Regions from separate parts of the Mus musculus genome. Here all the other regions are linked to region 1. The links are chromatin contacts, called in public HiChIP or PLAC-seq and promoter capture Hi-C maps. All regions are on one chromosome and are shown on one strand. The core of a region is the stretch at or near the end of the contact, and the rest is flanking DNA. Distances in the headings are between cores, read along the strand shown. Region 1 holds the start of Ndufb8 (NADH:ubiquinone oxidoreductase subunit B8). Region 2 overlaps Scd3 (stearoyl-coenzyme A desaturase 3). Region 3 has its middle 5.0 kb from the start of Gm35183.

The links. Promoter capture Hi-C pulls out the DNA fragments that hold promoters and counts their contacts. HiChIP or PLAC-seq counts read pairs in DNA pulled down with a chosen protein or histone mark.
Region 2: a contact with region 1 is called in a FOXA1 HiChIP or PLAC-seq map of pancreatic cancer cells. The contact joins the enhancer-like site here to the promoter of Ndufb8 in region 1. A contact is called at or near these places in 4 of 39 promoter capture datasets (the C10 cell line, cranial neural crest, liver and 1 more), 1 of 15 datasets of contacts at CTCF or cohesin (the NIH/3T3 cell line) and 5 of 115 datasets of contacts at active chromatin or transcription factors (craniofacial prominence, embryonic forebrain, forebrain and 2 more).
Region 3: a promoter capture Hi-C map of fetal liver shows a contact between it and region 1, with 2.2 times the contacts expected there. The contact joins the enhancer-like site here to the promoter of Ndufb8 in region 1. A contact is called at or near these places in 6 of 39 promoter capture datasets (the 3T3-L1 cell line, fetal liver, hippocampal neurons and 2 more), 2 of 484 Hi-C or Micro-C datasets (CD4 T cells and the N1E-115 cell line), 5 of 115 datasets of contacts at active chromatin or transcription factors (embryonic limb bud, embryonic stem cells, extraembryonic endoderm stem cells and 2 more) and 3 of 9 other capture datasets (adipose tissue, liver and pancreatic islet).

Annotation. Positions count from the first base shown.
Region 1 is chr19:44,554,113-44,556,838 of GRCm38.p6, reverse strand. Ndufb8 (NADH:ubiquinone oxidoreductase subunit B8) reads left to right here and starts at 1,397. Exons shown (of 5, transcript NM_026061.3): 1 at 1,397-1,522; 2 at 1,782-1,908. The coding sequence starts at 1,438.
Region 2 is chr19:44,224,521-44,227,246 of GRCm38.p6, reverse strand. All of the region lies in intron 2 of Scd3 (stearoyl-coenzyme A desaturase 3), which reads right to left. It also overlaps a transcript of Pkd2l1 not described here. Among named protein-coding and RNA genes, the nearest start is that of Scd3, 23 kb to the right of the region's middle. Within about 2 kb of position 1,361, at least 39 of the 459 cell types and tissues checked have an H3K27ac peak or open chromatin away from gene starts, as enhancers often do. A contact at or near this core is called in the NIH/3T3 cell line and pancreatic cancer cells, where this site is marked.
Region 3 is chr19:44,265,831-44,268,556 of GRCm38.p6, reverse strand. No RefSeq gene overlaps it. Among named protein-coding and RNA genes, the nearest start is that of Gm35183, 5.0 kb to the left of the region's middle. Within about 2 kb of position 1,411, at least 306 of the 459 cell types and tissues checked have an H3K27ac peak or open chromatin away from gene starts, as enhancers often do. A contact at or near this core is called in the N1E-115 cell line, adipose tissue, embryonic limb bud and 8 more, where this site is marked.

The DNA of each region.
Region 1 (2,726 bases), core at 148-2,647:
GGGCAGTGATGAAATGTTTTAGATCTAGATAGAAGTAATAGTCACACACGTTTGTAATATACACTTAAAAATCATTATACACTTCTCCCCCACCCCACCCCCGCCACAGTCTCACATAGCCCAGATATGCCTTAGACTCATTATGTAGCCCAGGCTGGCCTTAACTCCTGATTTTTTTTTTTTTTGTCTTCATTTCTCAAGTGTTGACTTTACAAAAGGCATATACCATCACATAAGAGTACACTGTGGGGCTGGAGAGATGTCTCGGGGGTTAAGAGTACTGGCTGTTCTTCCAGAGGACAGAGGATCCAGGACCAGCGTTCAATTCCCAGCACCTGAATGAAGGCCAACAATCCACGGTAACTGTGGATTCTTTGAAACTCCAGTTCCAGGGGGATCTGCTGCCCTTTGGTCTCCTCCACTACCACATGCATGTGGAGTGCAAACACACATGTGGGCAAAACACCCATACATATAATTTTCTTCTTAAAAAAGAATATGCTATGTTCTATATAAACAATATAAAAAAAAAACAAATGAATAACCTATACCAACATTGCTTTTAAGCAACATGAGATCAGGGTTTGCTATTAGTTAAATGCAGATGCTGTCAAATTAATTCTGATGATGTCTAATGATACTACAAGAGGATAAAATGCACTGCAGTAGGCCTCCCCAAATCTATATGTTGAATAGTACACGCCTGTGTTTGTCGATCTGGTATACATTTGAGAAGGGATTCTATTACAGTAATTGTGTCTAAAGAGTTGATGGAAATACGTGCATACTCAAAATGTGTAATATATCCAAACCCTACTTGTACAAATAAAACGAAAACTTAATAGTATGCAAACATGTCTCCCAGTCTGTGTTAAGAGTTTGTTAATTATGGTCTTTCTGTTTGAAATCTGTTTTTTTTTTTCCTGAAAAATGGGAGGTTTGGGGCTGGGTCAGGCGAGCCGCCTCCAGTAATCGGCTTGGTTTTTGTATTTGTTGGGTTGAGGTGATTGAGACATTTAGATGAACTGAGACAACTTTGAGTATATAAGGAAAGAGATTTGGAGAAAGGATCAAACAAAACCAAGAGCTAAATGTGAAAAAGGACTGTGTGTGAGGACAGAAGGCTGGTTTTACTTTGCACAGCGGTCTGAGATATTCGGCTGGCGCAGCCCCGAAAGGGCCTCAGTCGGTTGAAGGCGAAAAGGAATACAGTAACTTGCAATATCAAGTAAGCAGTAGCTTTGTTTTCTCTCCTTGCTGTCTGTCCTGGCACCTCATCAGCCGCTCACCGTCCAGGCTCTACAGCATATTTAAATAAAGCCCGCCCAGCTTGATGCCGGGACTTCTGCGCTGGCTTCGGAGATCGCCGTTTGGCCCGACTCAGCCACCGTGACCCGCTTTTGCGCATGTGCAGAGTGAACCGCGGAGAAGGTGAAGATGGCTGCCGCCCGGGCTGCGGCCCTGGGAGTCCGATGGCTGCAGAGGACAACCCGGGGCGTGGTGCCACTGGAGGCACGGAGAGGTCTGCACGGTGTGGGAAGCGGGTGCCTGAAGTTTACTGCTTCGGGATGGAGGCATCCTTGGGACGGTGGCGGAGGTGTCCTGGCTGGGGGTAAGGGGTGGGAGGTCGCGGTGGATTCGTGTGCCCAAAGAAGGGATACAGGGTTGCTGTAGTCCGGCAAGGTGCGAAACGACAGCCTCTGCAGTCACTGCGGCTTAGTCCTTTCTGGGTGGGCGCCTAAAGCACCGTGTCCATCTGACCTGCATCCCTCTGCGTCCAGCCTTCCATATGACCAAGGACATGTTGCCGGGGTCATATCCTAGGACCCCAGAGGAACGCGCCGCGGCCGCCAAGAAGTATAACATGCGAGTGGAAGACTACGAGCCATACCCCGATGATGGCATGGGGTGAGTGAGGTAGAGGACTCGGGTCAGGAGCGGTGAAGGCGGTTGGATTGGGTGGTGCGACCCAGGCGTTTTCTCCCGGATCCTTGTAGTGACCCCTCAGAGTCATTAGTGCGGGTGCTTTTCTAGGTTGGGGGAGGTGGGAGTGGGTGGCTGAGCCGCTGCAGCCGAGAAGACTTCCATTTTTTTTGCTTGGCTCAGGCTGTTTGCTCAAATGAGGAAGCCGAGGTTATCATAGCTCCCTCGAGGACTCCAGAATAGTGAGATTCTTCCATGGCTCCATCCAGAGCACTGCGTTTCATTTAGATTGAGCATCTGCTGGGCTCAGGTGCTGACCAGGCGGGAGCTGGACCCCTGTCCTGAGAACCTTGCTGAGGTTGGGGTACTCTATATTTGTGTATGTCTGGCTTTTTTGGGGGAGGGGGTTGTTTGTTTGTTTTTTGCCATTAGGCATATGAAAATGTCACTGATGGTTAAGCAGATTACACTCCATGTCAGCCTTCATTCTTCAGTTGGTGTTAGTCCCTTCTGGCCCTCTATCTATCCCCTGTAACAAAGTTAATTATGAATAGTGGTTAAACATCATCGTCACTTCCTGTGTTAGCATTTTTCTTTTCTTTTTATTTTCCAATCATTTTTTTGACACGTGTCCAGTTTCCATTGTCTGTTTTTTACTTTGTTGTGGACTAGAACAGCCTGGGCAGTAGTCTGTATAAGGTGACCTTGGATTTTTAGGGGGGAAAACCAAGTTAAGGGAGACCTCCAAGGAGGTGTTTGAAGCATGAGGGTATACATCAACTTGTGGTTAAGAAACATAGTAG
Region 2 (2,726 bases), core at 112-2,611, 330 kb after region 1:
TACTTTGGCCACCCTTCAGGTATATGCCTGCCCCTCAGTTGAAGACCCTGACTTGCAGGGGACATGGTGTGTGCTTTTGTGATATGTGGGGCGATAAAGCATTAGCTTCCTGGGTAACTGATAAAGATAAGTATATTCAGCCACAGAAGGTTGAGTCAGTCTAGAAAACTTGGGAAGACCAACCCCACTCAAATTAAGATAAAAATGATACAAATGATTTATGAGATACAGGGTAGATTTGGGGGCTCCTCCTTTATGCATCTGGTAATGACCCTGGGATGATATTCACCATCCAGAGAGTCCAGGTCACTAGGAACAGGGTCTTAGACATCAGTGGTTCCAAGAGAATGTTAATGCCCTCTCCCTGTCCTAGAAAGGACAAGGTCTCTCTGCTTATATAAGATATCGGTCTCAGTACCTGCAACACCGTAATAATGTACAGATGCTAATGCAGGAGTTTCCCCTTACTCTTTAGTACCGCCAAAAGGCACTTGGTTTGCTTGTGCCTTGGCACTGACCCCCTGTATCAGTCCCTTTAGCATCACTGAAACTTCTGAATTTTGCATACTTGTACATCTGTAGCCTCTGGTACAGTATTATCCTGGAGAAGGAGGTTAGGGACACCTGGGACTTCTACACCATTCCCAGATGGCCAGGGCAGTGCCAACACTAATAATGCCTTTCCTAAAAAGCATGAGCATAGCAAGACCTACCAGCATGAGAGAAGCAACACTTATGAAGGGAGATCAAAATGTCAAACATTTAAGCCAACAAAGACTGATATAAAAGTTTGTCCTCCTGGCCTCAGAAAAGAATTTTTTTTTCTGAGACAGGGTTTCTCTGTGTAGCCCTGACTGTCCTAGAACTCACTCTGTAGACCAGGCTGACCTCAAACTCAGAAATTTGCCTGCCTCTGCCTCCCAAGTGCTGGGATTAAAGGCATGCGCCACCACGCCCAGCATCAGAAAAGAAAAATTTTGAGTCAATGATTTGACTCATTGGGACAGCTCAAAAAAGGGTGGAATGCTATGGTTTGACACCTCCCCCTCCAAGCATAGCTGTAGCCATTTTGTACCATGCCTGTCAGCTATTTCATATTGTTGCTGTAACATGCCTGCCAGATACACAGAAGTGACTTGGCTCAAGGACATACTGACCACATACTGTTTTGTTCTGTATGTTCTGAATGTGCGGTATGAGTTTTGCTAATCTTAAGAAATTCCACAAAGCTTTGTGTAGGACCCATCAAATCAAAGGACAATTTGAACTGTTATGTCTGAAATCACTTGAGTCAGAGCTGACCACCCGGCAGTACTTCCTGTGTGTGAACTCACTGTGGCTTTTGTGGTTTTATCCTTTGTGAGCTGACAGGAAAAGATATCTGTTGTCATAGTTCTGATAATTCTGGGCTCTGTTCCTGATCTGACCAGTATTAAAGTGCAGTCAATAACTATTCTGAGTAGTTAACTGAGATCAGTGTTCACGCCGTTTGTGTGGCGATGTCTGAACACCAACAGTCTCTAGCTATTTACTATCCTGGTAAGTATGTTGATGAAGTTAAAAGCTAAGTGTTCATGCAGGGTCCGAGCACTGATCCAGTCTCAGCTGTATCATACATTTCATAGGAATGCAGCACTCCAACTCAAAGCCTACAAGATCAGTCTCTCTAATGCGGAGTGGACACTGGGTGTACCCATCTGTTGCTCAGATTGGTAGAACTAGGAGGTGGGACTGAGGCCTTGTTAGTACCTAAAGGCCATCTGGAAACCATAGAACCTCTGCGGCTACAGAACTTAGCTGAGATTGGAGATACCAAACATTGCACAAACTGCTATGTGTCCCTCTGTATCAAGAGTTAACGGTTTTCTAAGTGGTCTCTTTCCTCCTCTCTTCTGCCTCCTGTGTGTCATCTGGTCCTTCTATAGGACCTCAGGACAACCATAGAGATGGTGTCTGCCCTAGGGAAGGGCTGACCGTATCCTTCTGAACTGGGATGAGGCCTCAGATGGTTTGCAGCCTCTGACTCAGTGGTGACTGGGGTCTTCCCATGAAGAGGATCTAACTGTACCTGGACAGAGAAGCCAGTGGAGGGCAAACCCTGACGTCACAGGAGGAAAGGGAAGGAAGGCTTAAAGCAGAGCCAGAGTACCAAGAAAAGTGTCCGAATCTGCTCCACACTGCAGATCACCAAGGCGCATTGGCTCCAGAGTACAGACAATGCTATCTTAACAGGGGTGCTGGAGTGACAGTCCTCGTGACATGGAGTCATGATCTTATTCTGCCAATTGCTTTGGTCACGAAGGTTGTATTAGTCAGGGTTCTCTAGAGTCACAGAACTTATGGATAGTCTCTAGATAGTAAAGGAATTTATTGATGACTTACAGTCGGCAGCCCAATTCCCAACAATTGTTCAGTCGCAGCTGTGAATGGAAGTCCAAGGATCTAGCAGTTACTCAGTCTCACGCAGCAAGCAGGCGAAGGAGCAAGGGCTCGAGCTAGACTCCCTTCTTCCAATGTCCTTATATTGTCTCCAGCAGAAGGTGGAGCCCAGATTAAAGGTGTGTTCCACCACACCTTTAATCCCAGATGAAAGGCGTAGCCCAGATTAAAGGTGTGTTCCTTAAACTCGGAGATTCAATCTTCTGGAATTCATAGCCACTGTGGCTCAAGATCTTCAAACCAAGATCCAGATAAGGATCTCCAAGCCTCCAGATAAGGGTCACTGG
Region 3 (2,726 bases), core at 162-2,661, 290 kb after region 1:
TCCTGAGTTCAAATCCCAACAACCACATGGTGGCTCACAACCACCCATAATGAGATCTGACACCCTCTTCTGGTGCATCTGAACACAGCTAAAGTGTACTTATGTATAATAATAAATAAATCTTTAAAAACACACACACAAGTAAATCAATATCACTCTTTCCCTCCTGTGTGTCACTAGTTTTATGTCACCTTGACACAAGCTAGAATCATCGGAGAGGAGGGAGCCTTGGCTGAGAAAAATCTCTCCATAAGAACAATCCAAATGAAACTGAGTAAGAAATAAGCAAGGTGTGTGTGTGTGTGTGTGTATGTATGTATGTATATATACACATATACACATATATACATACATATATATGTATACACACACACACACATATCTTTATGTTGGTGGACAGAGGTGCCTTAAATTGGGTCCCACAGTGTATGCTGGTGACAGGCCTCTTCAGGGGACTTCTTGGTGCCGGAGCTGGAGTGTGGTAAAGCGAGAACACCCACACGGAGAGAGAGAGACAGCCTGGTATGTGGTGTTCAACTCCACATTCAGTGAAGATGCACGTTTACTGAAAGGGGATTGCTAATGAGCTTCAGGGAAACTTCCTTCTGGAAAGGGCTAAAGTTTGGGGATGAGGATGGGGGTGGGGGTTGTGCCCACTACTTTTGGTCCTAGAAGTCTGACTGGTGTGAGGATTCTAAATTAAGAACTAATTTTCAAGGTTGTGGCGTATACCAAGGGTATGGCGTATATGTTAAGGCAAAGGGAAAGCCACACCGTCATCTTGTATTTGAGTGTTACTAGCTCGCTTTATAAACCCAGGTAAGTGGGCCTGGGGAGATGGCACCCACGTAACAGCATGACTTAAGTAGAAGCCCTTCTGCAGTCCCAGCGCTTGGAAGACTGAGTCTCTCTCTCTCTCTCTCTCTCTCTCTCTCTCTCTCTCTCTCTCTCTCTCTCTCTCTCTCACACACACACACACACACACACACACACGCGCGCGCGCGCGCGCGCGCCAGGGGCTAGCTGTAGCTAAGTTGAGCTGCAAGCATTCGAATCTTTCATCCCCGGTGACATCAGCCTGGAACGCTCTGGAACACTTGGCTGGCTTGCTTTCTCTCATGCTTTCACGACCCAGTCTTCCGTATGCTTTGCTGAGGTGGCACTCTGCCTCCTACGTGACCGCCTTGCCCTGCCCTGTTTAGTCTGCTCCCGCGACCTCCAACGCAGCGGAGGACCAGAGCCCACACCCAAGGTCTCTGCGTTCCTCCCTGGCGGAGAGGGAGGACTGGGGGGCGGGGGTGGAGGGTAGTTACAGCATCCCTTAGAAACTCCCTCAGCTCCAAACAGGAGGGCGACCGCAAGATGCAGGGGCACCTCCCGAACCAGAGGCGGCGCCTCCTGATGGGCGCGGACTCGGGCAGAGTCGCAGCGCGGCTGCTGATTGGCTGTGCGGAGTCAGGCGCTGTGGGCCGAGTGGACGGGTGTGACCCTGGGGGCTCTGAGTGATGGGCCGCGACTCGGGCGGCTCCCAGTGTTGACCTGGGTGTGGGCTGGCTGAGGGCCAGGGTAGGAGTGTGAGCACCGCCTGCGGTAGGGCAGCGATGCGGCCTATCGCGCAGTCGCTGCCCTCCTCCCCGGGATGCTCTGAGGGCTTTAATGGGGCATTCGCTCAGCACTAAGTGCTGAAGGACCGGAAGGACGGTAGTTTTGCTGGGGTTACAGGTATGCCTGAGGTGACCCCACAGAAAGTTAAATAGTTTATTACATACAAACAAATTAATCCTGGATATGTACACAAATCGAACCAAAGCAGATACCCAAATATTGGTGCGCAAATATTTGCAGCGCTTTTTACACTTGCCAAAAGGTGGAGCCAGCTCAGTTGTTGATCCGTCGATGAACTGGCTGAGGTAGACACTTTAAGTGCTTAGTAGGCAATACCAAGGAGTGGAGTATTACTTGAATGAAATGGGGACACCAAGGTATTGTTGAGGAGAAAGTCTTTACTCTAGAGGGAGAATACAGCCAGAGGCATCTGGAAGGGTCCAGAGCAGACTAAATATGGCCAGCAGAGAACCAGGCCATCGAGGAGGGAGAAAAGTGGAGAGCAAGAGAAAGAGGGACCCAAGGTGACCAAGACCCAAGAGGGCAACGAGGACAATGGCTAAAATAGCAGGGTTATATAGGAACGAGAAGCTTGGGGTCGGGGTCGGGGGAGCCCAAGAGTTGGGGAAGTTTAGGGTAGGGGCCAGGAGAGAGCGGAGAGGAATCTCAGGCACTGAGCCCCGAGATCAGCAGACGCTTTGATATGCTAATAGGCACCACAGGTGGCCAACTGTCTTGAGTTTTCTTTTGAACCTGACACCACTGATTTATGCTACACACTGGGTGATTGCCTGGCAAACCTTGCTGGGAGTGGGGGGTGGTAGCACATGTGGGTTATCAATTGTTTAACTCCCTATCCTTGAAGTACAAGGCAAGCGGGTACCTCCTAGGCCAGCACCGTTGGTTTTTTTTTGTTTTTTGTTTTTGCTAAGGGTGGGGAAAAGTTGGCTTGTGGCTGATAAGATTAGGTGTCACTGGCAAATGGTTTTAAGAGTTTTGGGTGATGAACTGTTGTAGAGGGCCTTGGTGGCCAGTCTGATTGACAGAGCTAGTTCTAAGACAGCCAAGGAAGGCTACAACAAAGAAACTCTGTCCTGAAAAACCAAAAACCAAAAAAACCA